Regions from separate parts of the Mus musculus genome. Here regions 2, 3 and 4 are each linked to region 1. Evidence: chromatin contacts called from public promoter capture Hi-C data. All regions are on one chromosome and are shown on one strand. The core of a region is the stretch at or near the end of the contact, and the rest is flanking DNA. Distances in the headings are between cores, read along the strand shown. Region 1 holds the start of Mmp24 (matrix metallopeptidase 24). Region 2 has its middle 49 kb from the start of Eif2s2. Region 3 holds the start of 2310005A03Rik (RIKEN cDNA 2310005A03 gene). Region 4 overlaps Itch (itchy, E3 ubiquitin protein ligase).

Evidence for each region. Promoter capture Hi-C pulls out the DNA fragments that hold promoters and counts their contacts.
Region 2: a contact with region 1 is called in a promoter capture Hi-C map of the HPC-7 cell line, with 5 times the contacts expected there. The contact joins the enhancer-like site here to the promoter of Mmp24 in region 1. A contact is called at or near these places in 6 of 39 promoter capture datasets (the HPC-7 cell line, HPC-7-derived erythroid cells, hematopoietic stem and progenitor cells and 3 more) and 1 of 484 Hi-C or Micro-C datasets (cortical neurons).
Region 3: a promoter capture Hi-C map of pre-B cells shows a contact between it and region 1, with 5 times the contacts expected there. The contact joins the promoter of 2310005A03Rik here to the promoter of Mmp24 in region 1. A contact is called at or near these places in 6 of 39 promoter capture datasets (the 3T3-L1 cell line, embryonic stem cells, fetal liver and 3 more) and 1 of 9 other capture datasets (embryonic stem cells).
Region 4: a contact with region 1 is called in a promoter capture Hi-C map of pre-B cells, with 2.1 times the contacts expected there. The contact joins the enhancer-like site here to the promoter of Mmp24 in region 1. A contact is called at or near these places in 8 of 39 promoter capture datasets (the 3T3-L1 cell line, 3T3-L1-derived adipocytes, the HPC-7 cell line and 5 more), 5 of 484 Hi-C or Micro-C datasets (cerebral cortex, cortical neurons and ventral hippocampal neurons), 1 of 115 datasets of contacts at active chromatin or transcription factors (craniofacial prominence) and 1 of 9 other capture datasets (embryonic stem cells).

What each region holds. Positions count from the first base shown.
Region 1 is chr2:155,773,634-155,776,941 of GRCm38.p6, forward strand. Mmp24 (matrix metallopeptidase 24) reads left to right here and starts at 1,709. Exons shown (of 9, transcript NM_010808.4): 1 at 1,709-2,004. The coding sequence starts at 1,840.
Region 2 is chr2:154,940,457-154,943,764 of GRCm38.p6, forward strand. No RefSeq gene overlaps it. Among named protein-coding and RNA genes, the nearest start is that of Eif2s2, 49 kb to the left of the region's middle. Within about 2 kb of position 1,690, at least 29 of the 459 cell types and tissues checked have an H3K27ac peak or open chromatin away from gene starts, as enhancers often do. A contact at or near this core is called in the HPC-7 cell line, where this site is marked.
Region 3 is chr2:155,098,362-155,101,669 of GRCm38.p6, forward strand. It overlaps 2310005A03Rik (RIKEN cDNA 2310005A03 gene), which reads right to left and starts at 1,718. Exons shown (of 3, transcript NR_040634.1): 1 at 1,667-1,718; 2 at 750-874; 3 at 1-646. Gm45609 (a long non-coding RNA gene) reads left to right here. Exons shown (of 3, transcript XR_001783519.2): 3 at 398-1,149.
Region 4 is chr2:155,218,044-155,221,351 of GRCm38.p6, forward strand. Itch (itchy, E3 ubiquitin protein ligase) reads left to right here. Exons shown (of 25, transcript NM_008395.3): 23 at 1-44; 24 at 2,165-2,237. Among named protein-coding and RNA genes, the nearest start is that of Gm52565, 17 kb to the right of the region's middle. Within about 2 kb of position 1,653, at least 6 of the 459 cell types and tissues checked have an H3K27ac peak or open chromatin away from gene starts, as enhancers often do. A contact at or near this core is called in pre-B cells, where this site is marked.

The DNA.
Region 1 (3,308 bases), core at 459-2,958:
CACCAGTGCTCAGATCACAGACACACCACTGACTTTTAGGATGGATCTGAACTCAGGACTCAAGCTTGTATGGAAAACTCTTTATCCACAGAGCCATCCCTCCAGCCCAACCAGCCCTGCTTCATTCAGTCTTTTGTCTGCTTCGCTAGGCTCTTCCTTTGGCTGTGTCCAGATGGGGCCCTTGGCCCTTTGCTCTTTTCCTACTCTGCTCTTTGGGCGCCTGCCACACTTTATCTTTTCTTCTCTACTCATCCCTGTGCCCACCCATCTCTAAGACCGTGCAGTAGCTCCCAGTTTCCAGAGGTCTAACTCCTAGCTCCTTGCCACCTCCCCCAGGCTAGTCCTCGCCAGGAGGACTCCAGATCTGTGAAAATGCCATAGTCCACCTTCTGCACTGCCCATCACCTCCTTTCATGTCCTTTGTCACCTCATCCTTTACCATCCTAGCAGACAAGATGTGCTTTGAGGCCAGAGCACTCCAGCTGCACCCTTATGAATCATGTATGTTTGGCAAACTTATCCAGAGCCTCCTCTTTATCCTAAAGTGGTTTACGATAACAACCTGTTTTCACGGAGCTTCTCACAGGACTTCGGGAGGAATAATTCAGTGACGGGCTTAGCCCGATGCCTGGGATGTAGTAGGCATTCAATAACTAGTAGCTGGTGTTGGGATCTGTGTGTCCTTTTATGGAGGCTCTCATCATGCTCTGCCTTGGGAGAGGACTAACACGGAACACTTATTAAATTCTGAGGCACGACGGTACACAGGAGTAGTGAGGGCAACATTTTATAAAACGGAGATGAGCCAGTGCTTGCACACAGGTCTGTGTATGTCCCTGTTCCACACCTCCAAACTACCAAACAACCACAACGTACACATTATCTCTGTAGATCTCTGTAGTCACCCCATAGGGACCCACAGACACCACACACACACACACACACTGCCCCGACCCTCCCCCTTGTTTAATTCCAGCCTTTCCTCCAGAGCATTGGTAGAGCCCCACTGTCTCCTACATACCTACCTCCGGCCTCCCTAAGCCGGGACCCCTGGAATCCTTTCTGATACTTGGTATCCTGTTTGTCTCAGTGCTTACGGTTTCTCACTAGGTGTAACCTTCTACACCTTGGCCCAGGAGCCTCCCTTTTCACTTTAGTAGCCCCAGAAGCCCAGGGCACTGCTGGTGTTCCATAGAAGGTGTTCCACAAATGTGGGACATTCAGGGGGTGGGTGATCCCTCTCCCTCTGAGGGGTAAAGGAGCGAACTTCCCAGAGGGGTCTCCCGACCCCAGTGAAGCACTGCCCAGGTTTGCTCTTCTTGGTTCTCAGCACCACCCCTCTTAAGCCCCCGAAACCCTTTCTCCGATGTCAAGCATTTTTGAGCTCGTTTTCTTCCAAACCCGGCGGTCTCCCCAGACCCCTTTTCTCCAGTGTTAAGCCTCAGCCCTTCTCCCCCAGGGCTAGCCTGGGGTTACAGACCCGGGGCCCGGCCAGCCGCCCTAGGGCCAGAATTATTTATCTGGCCTCTTCACCCTCCCTCAGGGTTGCCCTCTTTGCACCCGGGGCCTGGAGCGAGCGCCTCCCGCAGCCCCGCCGCTGCCGCCTCCCGCAGGTCCCGTTCGGGCGCTGCCCCCGCGCCCCCGGCCGCCCCTCGCCGGGGCGGGGCGCGCGGAGGCGGGGGCGCGCGGCGGCCGAGGCGGCGGCGGCAGGCGGGCCAGGCGCGCGTCCGCGGCGCCGTGACTCGGCGGCTCCGCAGCGGCTGCAGCGGGAGGACCCGGCCGGAGCCGCCGCCGCCGCCGCCGCCATCGCAGCCGGGCGGCCGGGCCCCCGCCGCCGGGATGCCGAGGAGCCGGGGCGGCCGCGCTGCGCCGGGCCAGGCCTCGCGCTGGAGCGGCTGGCGGGCCCCGGGGCGGCTGCTGCCGCTGCTGCCCGCGCTCTGCTGCCTCGCGGCGGCGGCGGGGGCCGGGAAGCCGGCCGGGGCGGACGCGCCCTTCGCTGGGCAGGTGGGCAGGCGCGCGGGGTCGAGGCCGGGGCCGGGGCTGGGCAGGGGGCGGCACCGACCGGGCCTGGTTCGGGGTGCCTGGCGCCGGGTCAGCGCGAGGGCCGGGCGGGGCCCGCGGGCCGGGCTCCGTTCAGCACCGCGGACAGAGGCAGCGGGCGGGGGCGGAGCGGAGGGTCGAGGTGGCCGCGGTGACGGTGGGGCGTGTGGCCTGCAAGGCTGTGTGTGAGGGAAACCGTACGCCTCGGAGTAAATAGTAAGCGCAGCCAGTGTGTTGTGGGCTGGAGGAGAAGCCGAGGATGTTGGAGCTGGAGAAGGGGGAGGGAAGAGGGCGAGGAAGGACCGGATCGCGGTCTTGGTAGCTGAAGGGCCGTCGGGATAGGCGAGATCAGCGTGGCCCCACCGGGCAGAGCTGAGGCCAACGGACCGTGGGGGGTGGGGGATTACAAGAAGGCACATTTCGGCCCAAGGCAGGAAGTTTTTAACAATTGGAGGTGCTCAGCCAGCCCAGGAGGCGGTGAGCTGCTCATCACTGGCATGTGCAAGTAGGAGCTCCAAGAGGGGATTGGATGGATGCATGCATAATGCCTGCATGGATACATGCATAATAACAACCGTGCACTATGGGCCAGACTTGGCGCTATGTTTGATAGGAATTAGCTTATTTAACCCCAGCATGTATCCTGTGAGCTTGTTGTAGCACCTGTCCCCATTTTACAGATGAGGATAGAGACCCTGAGAGCTTAAGCAATTCGCTCAAGGTCACAGAGCTAGTGGTTTGACTCTAGTCTGTTTCATGTTTAAGCCAGGACATTATGTCGTATAAGGTCCGGGACAGTTGTACTAATTTTGTTGCTGTCTCCCAGCCTAGAAGCCTGCAATTCTAAAAAAAAAAAAAAAAAATAATGTTGAACCAGTGTTAACGTTGCTGGAGGAAATTGGTGATTGCCTGAATTATCCCGAGAGAAGTGTGTTTGTTAAGTAGACAGGCTGTTTAGAAGAATCTGCCAGAACAGCAGTTTTTAACTGGGCAAGGGACTCAAGGGATCATAAATTCTCTGAAATTTTCTGCTAATTTGTGTTTATATGTGAAAAATGTGTGTTTTTCTAGAAGGGAAGCTCCCGATTTCCTCAGCCTCTCCAAAGATGACATGTTTAAAGAAAATTTAGGATGTGTGAAAGAATCCTTTGCCGAGCTAATAGTCTGCCTCTTCAGGGTTTATAATCATTAGCTGACTTTCAATGAAAACTTTCTCTAGTTTGTGCTTTTAGCTCTATCAAAGTGACGTGGTTCATGGCTTTTCACCG
Region 2 (3,308 bases), core at 440-2,939, 830 kb before region 1:
CTGGCCTAGGAGTCCAGTAGGAATCTAAGGGCAGGGAGTCTGTGGGTAGAAGGCCTGCACCTTCCTAAGTACAGGCATGCCAGGATCTTCACTCCAAAGAGCTTGTCCCCTGGCTGGCCCTCCTTCCTCATAGTTTTCAGGCCCTGTGATCTTTACTGTAAAGCGAACCATCTGGCTTCGATATGGGCTCCTGACTTACTTAAAGCTTTTCATGTCTCCAGCACCAGGAAGCTCTCTAGCCCCTTTATGTAAGCACTTGGGCATCTAAGATGACTCTCTCGCCATCTGGGCATAAGAGCCCACTGGACAACAATGTAGAATAGAGAATAATAAGAATCCATGTGGGGGGGCTGGTGAGATGGCTCAGTGGGTTAGAGCACCCGACTGCTCTTCCGAAGGTCCAGAGTTCAAATCCCAGCAACCACATGGTGGCTCACAACCATCCGTAACAAGATCTGACTCCCTCTTCTGGAGTGTCTGAAGACAGCTACAGTGTACTTACATATAATAAATAAATAAATCTTTAAAAAAAAAAAAAAAAAAAAAAAAAAAAAAAGAATCCATGTGGGAAGATAAGTCTGGGATTCACAGAGGTGGAGCCCAGGCTCAGTCGCCTGTGAGTGTCAAAACAGGGGACTAGGTCCCCCAACCCATGCTACAGTTGGATGTCCATCTGAATCTTTGGCTCTTTCCTAAAGAGAGCAGAACCCAGAACTTCTTGAAGAAATCAAGGAAGGAGGTCTTATCTTAATAAGAGACCACACAAAGGAAGATTCAACCCCATAAGTTGGCACTCCAGTCACCAAGATCAGATGAAGGGATCAGGTATGTGTCAGATGATCAACAAGATTCACTGAGAGGAAATTGGATGGAGTGGTGAGGAGGTGAAGGCTAGGGGGAACTGGTCACTTCCCAGAAGGGATCAAAGCCACTAAGGGCTCTCTGAAGGGATGCCAGCAAGCTAAGGAAAATGTGCAAGCCCTCTCCTTATGTAGCTGCATGCTTCACAACTTTTCCATCACTTGTTCCTGTTCAGGACCAGTGTGGCTGCTCACCCTCTGCATGAAAGGCTTTCTTAGCACATACCCCCATGGCTGGACTCTTCCCTCTGAGATTCTATTGTTCTTTGTACCACGTGACCCCCTTTCCTTCCTAGAATCCCTAGTCATTGAAATCCCCTTTGTTTACCTATCTTGGTCTCCTGTTCCCCCTGCAGTCTAAGTGCTAGGAAAGTGTCCTTTGCTGCTGCCTACCCAGTGCCTACAACATCACCCACAGAGCAGCAGGTTGATAAAAGTCACAAATGAGCAGGCAGCCAGGCCTAGGAAAGTTGGCCCTAGACAGCCAGATGAAATCGTAATGGGATGCAGATGGCCAGGAGGACTATAAATGATAAGAGAGGAAATTGGGAGCAGTTACCTAAATCTCCTGGGAAGTGGAAATAGAAAGTGAAAATAAAAGAATAACCACATTTTGCCTGATGTCTTCCAGCTTTGATCATATCCAGCAGGGTTGAACACCGGGCTCCTATGTGCTCAGTGTTAGGCTGAGCTACCGCTAACGAGATAGCCTTAAGATAATGAGGCAAAGCAACCTCAGCACGGCCTCTTGGCTGAGTGTTTAAAGCCCACACTGAGTTCACCATCTAACAGGAAAACACAGCTAAAGCCCGGCTACGTGAAAATGGGGAAGGAACCACAAGGTTGTGTATGAACTCCAAGGGGAAGGAAAGAGTCGGGGGAAACTATGGGAGAGACTGGGGGAGGAGGTGGGGTGAGTCCAGGCTGGCCTTGAACTTCTGATCTTTCTTCCTCTGTCTCCCAGTTGCTAGAGCTACAGGTACGTACCACTGTGCTCGGCTCTAGGACGTTTCATTTAGGACATAAAGATAGATAAAGAATTCATCAGGCAGAGAGACAGAAAATGTATTTCAGATGAGGTGACCATGTGAGAAAAGGGTATGGAAGCTTAGAGTACTCCCTATGCTCAGAGGACAGCAAGCAACCATCCCAGAAACAGGGCACGGGATCAATCAACAGATTTTTAAAAAAAATCACCCCAGGGTGTTAGAGCTGGAAGCTGATTTTGACTGAGGGAAAAGGGACTCTTGAGGTTAGCGAAGAGAGAGCTTCCTGAGCGGGGCTTGAGATGGTGATAAAGAGAGGTGAGTCCTTGTGAGGCCAAGTCTGACTGCAGCCCTTTCACTGATGCCTAGGGCCACATTGTTTTGAATGGGGCGCCTGTGTGCTCAGAGGGGCGGGCACAGACACTGCTGATTCCCAGCCTCCGCCCCAGGCATTCATCAGGCAAAGACGCCAACCTAGAGTAGAGGCCTGATATAACCACTGGGAGCAACGCACCAAGGACAGCAGGCACCGGTTGAGCAATCGATGTCTTTTCCTAAATAGCTAAAAGCTCCTAAAAGCGGGGAGGGGGTATTTCTTCCATCCATCGTTCATGGAGAGCCAGGAGCTAAGAAAGAACTAAGAAAATGGGACGTCTCCACAACCTGCACTTGTTAACAGTATTTAAGACCAGCCTGTGCTCTTTAAATCAGATGTTTGTTGGCTCAAAGATGCCTCCAGTCTTATTTAACTCTGCCTCGTGGAAATTGGAACCTGGACATTTCCGGGATGTACACAAGTGGGTGTGTTATGTGAATGAGTGTCACCCCAGGCCCCAGATCCCCGTTCCTCCCTAACCAATTCAGTGGGAACCTGAAATAAGGATGAACTCAGACGAGGACCTGAAGAGAAAGGAAAGGAAACTACTGGGCAGAACCAACTCTGAAATGGGCCTCAAACTCGGCGGCTGCAAAACCTATCCGCGAGACTGCACTGCCCCCAGGCGGCCACAGCGCTCTGCTCCGGAGACTTCCTGATGGATCTCATCACAGACTCAGTAGAGGGAAGACAAGAGGAAAGACCTTGTATATTTGTTTCTGGGCTCAAGCTGTTACCTGTTATCAGTTATTTTCCTCCATCTCCTCCCCGCTTTCCTTATTCCTTCTTTTTCCCCTTCCTTCCCCAGGAGTCAGCGTTCCTCCGGTTGTCCGGCTTGGTGGCAAACACCCGCACCCATCATACACCTCATTACTACTCAATGGTTTTCCTATTCATTTTCTCCATTTGTCTCTTTCTTTTCTTTTCTTCTTTTCCTTCTCCTCCTCCTCCTTCTTTTTACAAAGTGTTAACACAGAGATGCACTTTAAATCTGAGCACCCCTATGATGGGGTGAAACAACATAATGGGAACAATTCTATCCATTTTCTTAAGTGTGTGTGTATGTGATGCATATGAATGTATGCA
Region 3 (3,308 bases), core at 468-2,967, 680 kb before region 1:
GGGCTGATGTGGGTGCGGTGGCACACACCTTTAGTCTTAGCACTTAGGAGGTAGAGGCAGGTGAATATCTGAGTTGGAGGCCAGCCTGGTCTACATAATGAGTTCCAGGACAACCAGGGCTACACAGAGAAACCCTGTTTTGAAAAACAACAAAAATCAATCAACCATCAAATCAACCAAAACCCAAATGGTAAAGATTCTAAGTTTGGGGCTAAGTAGGAAAAGCGAGTTGCAGAACATGACCTCCTTGGAAGGCGTAGGAAGAGAACAGGCACTTGTAGCACCAATGCATACAAACCAGACCCTGCACAATGTGTGATGTGCGGGTACGAGCAGGTTACTCTGCAGCAAGGATTGGAAAAGGGACCAAAAGAGGAATTTCACTTTTTCTCCACAGACTCTGACACCGACTGGCTGTGTGATCCTGGACAGACTGCATCACCTCATGGACATTTTTTCATCTGTGAGGGGAAGATTTCCTGGCAGTGGTCTGAGAAATGGTGGCAAGGACTGAAGGAGTTACATGCATGGAGAGTACTGTACCACCAGTTGGGCAGAGATGGAATTGCACTTCTTTTTGCTCTGTCTTTTCATCATCTTAGAAGTGGGTGGAGCCTCCTCTTCATAATTCCTACAGGGTTTAATACTGAGGAGAAACTTTGTAAAGTAAAGGATTTTTAGGGTTGGGGCGGTGGCACAGTAGGTAAAGCGCTCGCTGTGTCAGCCTGAGGACCCGGGCTGGTACTTACAACAAAGCATGGTATGATCATCAATAATGCCAGCACAGTTGCATAACGACGGGCACATCCCCGGGGAATCAGCTGCCAGCCAATCTCATGCTAGGTTCAGTGAGCAATTTCTCCCCAAAAATAAGCTGGAGAAGGACAGAGGATGACGCTGAACTTTGACCTCTGGCCTCCACACACATGCATGAGTGAGTGCACCCACATCAACACACACACACACATGTGAAAAACAAATCTTTTAAAATAATAATATGGGTCCCTAAGTACTGGAATTGAGAACAGTGCCTACATCCCAACGTTTGTAAGATGTCAGTGGACTGCAGAATAAGTGTGGGGATAGTCCTCATGGTAATTATTTGAAGTTTCTTTCGGGCGGTAGTAAATGTCAAATTCTTTCCATTAACCATCTCTATCGTCTTTGTTCCTCTGCAGGGGCTGAGTCAGCCTGTTGGGTGACCCAGGCCTGCCCTAGGGGAGGGAGGAAGCTACACAACTAAGTCCTTTGAGCCTCACCCCTGGCCAGAGGGCATCAGCAATTGGAAAGTAGCCCGGCTTTATGGGGAAACAATGGTACCAGCCAGCTGCGGGTGAAGCTGGGCTGAGCCGCCTGGCCTGATCTGGTGCGTGTTAAGAAGGGTGCCCCTCACACCTGAAGGGTCCACTTCACTTGAAGACAACTTAAGTATCCATCAATCAGAGACAATTCTTAAAGCACTTTGGAAAGGGTGGCTCAAGAGAGTCAGGGAATGTAGGAAGGGAACCCCCTGAGCATTCCCCATGAACAGCTCTATGCATGAAATCCCCCAGTCTCCCTGCTAGAGGACCTCAGAGTCCATGGAATTGAACTATTCTGGCACATGGGGGAGAAAACAAAGGATCCCTAAGGGGCCGAAAGCTGTCTGAGGTCCCATATTACTAACAACCACAGAGCTGGAGCTAAAATCCGGGTTCCCTTTGACACGCCGAGTCCACACCGAGAAGCGATGTGTGCATAGCCTTTTATGAGCACACTCAAGTCCACATCTCTGACGAGTGTCCATCTGACACATAAGATAGTGTCTGGTCACCTGACCCCTGGAATCTGAAGCATGCGTGTCTCCAGGACAGACTCTTGCCTGTCTGACTGTCAAGTCTGTAATGCAGTAATTGCCAGAGTTCAAAGCCTGCCTCTAGAGTCTGGAAAAATAGCCCATAGATAAAATACTTGCTATACAAGCACACGTTCCAGAGTTCAAATCTCCAGAACCCATAACATCCAGGTGTGGCAGTAAGCTTCTGTAGTCCCAGTGTGGGAGTGAGTAGATAGAGGTGATCCTGTGGGTGGGGCTTTCTAGCAGGTCAATCTAGTCAAACCATTCAGCTGCAGTTTCAATGAGAGACCTTGTCTCAAAAAATCAGGTGTGGAAGCAATAAGGAAGACACCCATTGTCAAGCCGTGACTTCAACTTACACCAGTGTGAGCAGGCACATCCCCAGACGTGTGTGCATTCACATATCACACATACTTGCACACAAACTCACAAAGCTCAGGGATAACACTTCCTATGGGCGTGACCTTGGATAAATTAGTTTATTGCTTTGGTGGCTCCGAGATGGCCCTCAGTGATCTTTACCTCAGGGTGTCTATGCCCTTACGTGGACAGTTTTCTGGGGAAGGGGGGAGGAGGGGGGAGGGGGGGGGTTCCTCCCACAGGGTATCTATTCCCTGTTGTAGGCAGTTCCTTCTCACGAATGCGACTGGCCTCTGTAACCACTGAAGGATTGCAGAAGTGAGAGCCCAACCTCAGGTCAGAGAAGCCATGAGAAGTTCTATCTTGCTCTCTTGAGCCACTGGCTATGGGGAGAGTCAGCTCCCATGTCAAGCTGCTCAAGGAAAGAGCCACACAGCTAGGGGCTGAGTCCATTTTCTGCTGCTATAACACGTATAAAGAAGTTTAATTGGCTCAAAGTCCTTGAGCTCTCTGCTGAGGGCCTTCTTGCTGCATCATGACTCAGATGCATGGAAAAAAAGGAACAGGGTGTGTGTGTGTGTGTGTGTATGCTGGGGCTGTTGGTGGGGGCTGGTCTTGCTCTTGCTTCTGATGATCAACCCACTCCCACAATGCTGGCTTTAGTTTCCTGATATGATTAACCTCCTGACAACCTCCCAACACTTTCAGAATAGCATCAACATCAGAAGAGGCATTCAGACCATGTGTTACAAGTACAGAGACGCCGGGTGGTGGTGGCACACACCTTTAATCCTAGCACTTGGGAGGCAGAGGCAGGTGGATTTCTGAGTTCGAGGCCAGCCTGGTCTACAAAGTGAGTTCCAGGACAGCCAGGGCTATACAGAGAAACCCTGTCTCAAAAAAACCAAAACCAAAACAAAACAACAAAAAAAAAAACAACAAAAGCAAACAAACAACAACAAACATTTCTCTCCTTCCATCTTAAGTTTCAGGGATCAAACTTAGGTTGTCAGACTTGCAGAGCAATCGCTTTCTCCTCATGAGCCATCTCATCAGCCCTGGTCTCCTCATTTTCCTAGCAATTTCATTCAGAGTTCAGGTCCGAAATACC
Region 4 (3,308 bases), core at 403-2,902, 560 kb before region 1:
TGGAACCTGCCGATTGCCAGTGGGAGGATTTGCTGACCTTATGGGTACGTATAAAGGGAGATTTCGTGGAGATTGGTTGCCTTACTGCTGTGAGATAATTGTGTACGCAACAGATCAGACACAACAGCAGGTGCACCTGTTTTAAACAGCCATGATTGACCTGGATTTTATGGACTTAAAGGTGATGTTTTAGTTCATACCTCAGTACATTTTTTCCCCCTATTTTATAAGACAGGGTCTCATGTACCCTAGACTGGCTTCAGACTCACTCGGTACACAAGGCTAATTCTGACAACACACCCATATATCTAAAATAATATAAAAAATTAAATATGTGTGTGTGTGTGTGTGTGTGTGTGTGTGTGTGTGTGTGTGTATTTGTTTTATCTTCTTAGGGCTAATCAGATGTCTCAACTGATAAAGACATTTTACAAGCCTGATAATTTGAATTAATTTCCAGGAACTCACATTTACGTAGAAGGAAAGAACCACTCTACAAAGTTCTGACCTCCAGTTGTGCACCGTGGCATGCATGCAAGTGCATATACACATATACCATGTATTATTATTATTATTCACACAAGTACACACATACAAACACCCTATGCCTGCATTATTATTATTATTGTATTTTTCTTGCATAAAATTTCTCCATGAGGCCGGGCAGTGGTGGTGCACGCCTTTAATCCCAGCACTTGGGAGGCAGAGGCCTCTGAGTTCGAGGCCAGCCTGGTCTACAGAGTGAGTTCCAGGACAGCCTGGGCTACACAGAGAAACCCTGTCTCGAAAAAAACAAAACAAAACAACAACAATAAAAAAAAATTCTCCGTGAATCTAATATATTTTTTTAAAAGTAATTTAAGTATGTTACATTTTTTTCTATTTCTTCCTCTTCACTTATTTTCTAAGACAGATAACTGGGGCTGCCTCAGCTGCAGGAGAGGCTGGCTTTGACCTGGTCTGCGTACAGTACTTCCCACGAACTGAGATTACAGGCCTCAGGCTTCAAGTTGGATGTATTACTGTTTCATCTAATTTGAAAAAGCAGTCATGGCAGTGGCCATTATGACACATGGGATTCTTTTTTTTTTTTAAAGATTTATTTATTTATTATATGTAAGTACACTGTAGCTGTCTTCAGACACTCCAGAAGAGGGAGTCAGATCTCATTACGGGTGGTTGTGAGCCACCATGTGGTTGCTGGGATTTGAACTTCGGACCTTCAGAAAAGTAGTCGGGTGCTCTTACCCACTGAGCCATCTCACCAGCCCGACACATGGGATTCTACTGAATTTCAAAATCTTCTCTGTTCCATGTTAGTGGAGCTGTTACCTGCTTGTCTCTGTCGTTAGAGATACTGTAGTGAATGGAAGGAAGCATGCAAAGTGAGTGACCGTCTCCTCTGTCCAGAACATTTTCTTACAGTCCTTTTTTGTGATAACCATTGCTGTTCCCTTATCTTACTGGGATATATCACTGCCAGTGAACAGGACTCATTGTTACAGACACAAAGAACTACTAATCTCTGTTATTCTGGATTTCGTCAGTAGAACACAAGAACTTTTTGTGCATGGCTGTCCTATATACTTAGAACGTTTAGTGTCCTGACCATCTAGTTCAAAAAAGCCAGCAGCACTACCAGTCACTTTAATCACCAGTGAGTGCTCCCCGGGGAGCTATAGTGTCTGGTTACTGAAGCAGTACTTGGTGCTGCTGAGCAGCACAGCTGTATCTAACAAGAGGTAGGAGACAAGCTTTGTGGAGAGGTGAGCGCCCATCTGAAGCTCAGTTGTACAAGGTCTGTGAGCACAGGCCTTCCTGTTGAATTCATGGGGTAAAGTTTTGACAGTTGGATATTTATGTATTTTTATGTAAGCTGTTATTAAATACGTGATTGTGCTATTCTAGCTAAGGAATGATAAATAAGCTGCAGGTTTTCCTCTTGGTATATATTAACAAAATGGTTCTCGAATTTCATCACTTGTCGGAAGTGCCTGGAAGCTTGTTAAAATGTGTAGAGTGGCCTCTGTTCCTAGAGTTGTTACTGCAGTAGGATTGGGAGAGGGCCTGGGCATCCGTGATTCTGAATGGCAATACTGCTGTTGAACTGGGAAGCATAAAGAATTTCTGAGCCAACAAGCTTTGTACTTTCATTATGTTCTAGGGAGTAATGGACCACAGAAGTTCTGCATCGAAAAAGTTGGCAAAGAAAATTGGTTACCCAGAAGCCATACTTGGTAAGCAAAATCAGAAATGTAGAAAACAGTCTTTTATTCACTTAGCCTCTGTCTACTTACTAGTAATGGCATAATTTAAATAATTTCCCCATAGCTTAACAACTTTACCAAGGCAGAATTTATGTATCACCCAATATATGATTTATTTATTTGTATTTGGGTGTGTGTGTGGCTGCATTAGTGTATGCGCATCATGTTTAACTCGCAGGTGTCCCGGCCACCCAGTGCAGCTGCTGGCAGTTGACCCCTGGCCCCCCAGAAGAGCAGCAAGAGCTTTCTGTGCTATCTCAGCAGTGCCCCACGCCCCCCTTTGAGATAGGATCCCATAGCTCATACCGCCCTCGACAGCCTCGTCTTTCTACGTCCCGAATGCTGGGGTTTCTAGTATACCAGGCAATGTAACCCATTTTGAGTTCAGGATATTCAGTAGACTTGCAGGGTAAGGCAAGCAGCCCTGCAGGTGTTGTGGAGTATACCCTCCAACTCAAGACAACCCCTGCCTGTCATTTGCCCTGCACGCCTTTTTCTGCCTCTCAAAGTTTAAACATGGGATTTAGAATTCTTGTACTTTTTCTCTGAAACAAGAAATGAAGTTTGAATTTTAAGAATCCTTTCTTAGCAATATGGTAAACAGGATTTTATTTCTTTTTGGTTTTCTTTTTGCAGTACTGGAAATTGAACCCAGGCACTTGCACATACCAGGCAAGCCTTCTGCTGACAGAGCTATATCCCTAGACCTTGTTTTCTGTTTTAAAATGCAGTTTAGCCTCATTTCCAAAAATGCACTAAAAATCAACCAGTCTTGATCTCGTTTTTCTTTTTTTCTTTTTTGCAGTCTTGATCTCAGGTAGAGTTAGTTTATATTGGAATTCAGTCTGCTGTCAAGCATATTTGGATTTTAACCATTATAGGCATGTGGCATTTAGTGCTAATAAGTGGGTTAACAGGGCTGTGAAGGCTTCCCTGTCCTCCAGCGGCTGCTGTGTGCTCACTAAACACACACTTGTAACCTCCAGCTCCTCGTGACAGTCTTCTTTTTGTCTCTGGGACTTTGGCAAAGTCAAGTACTTT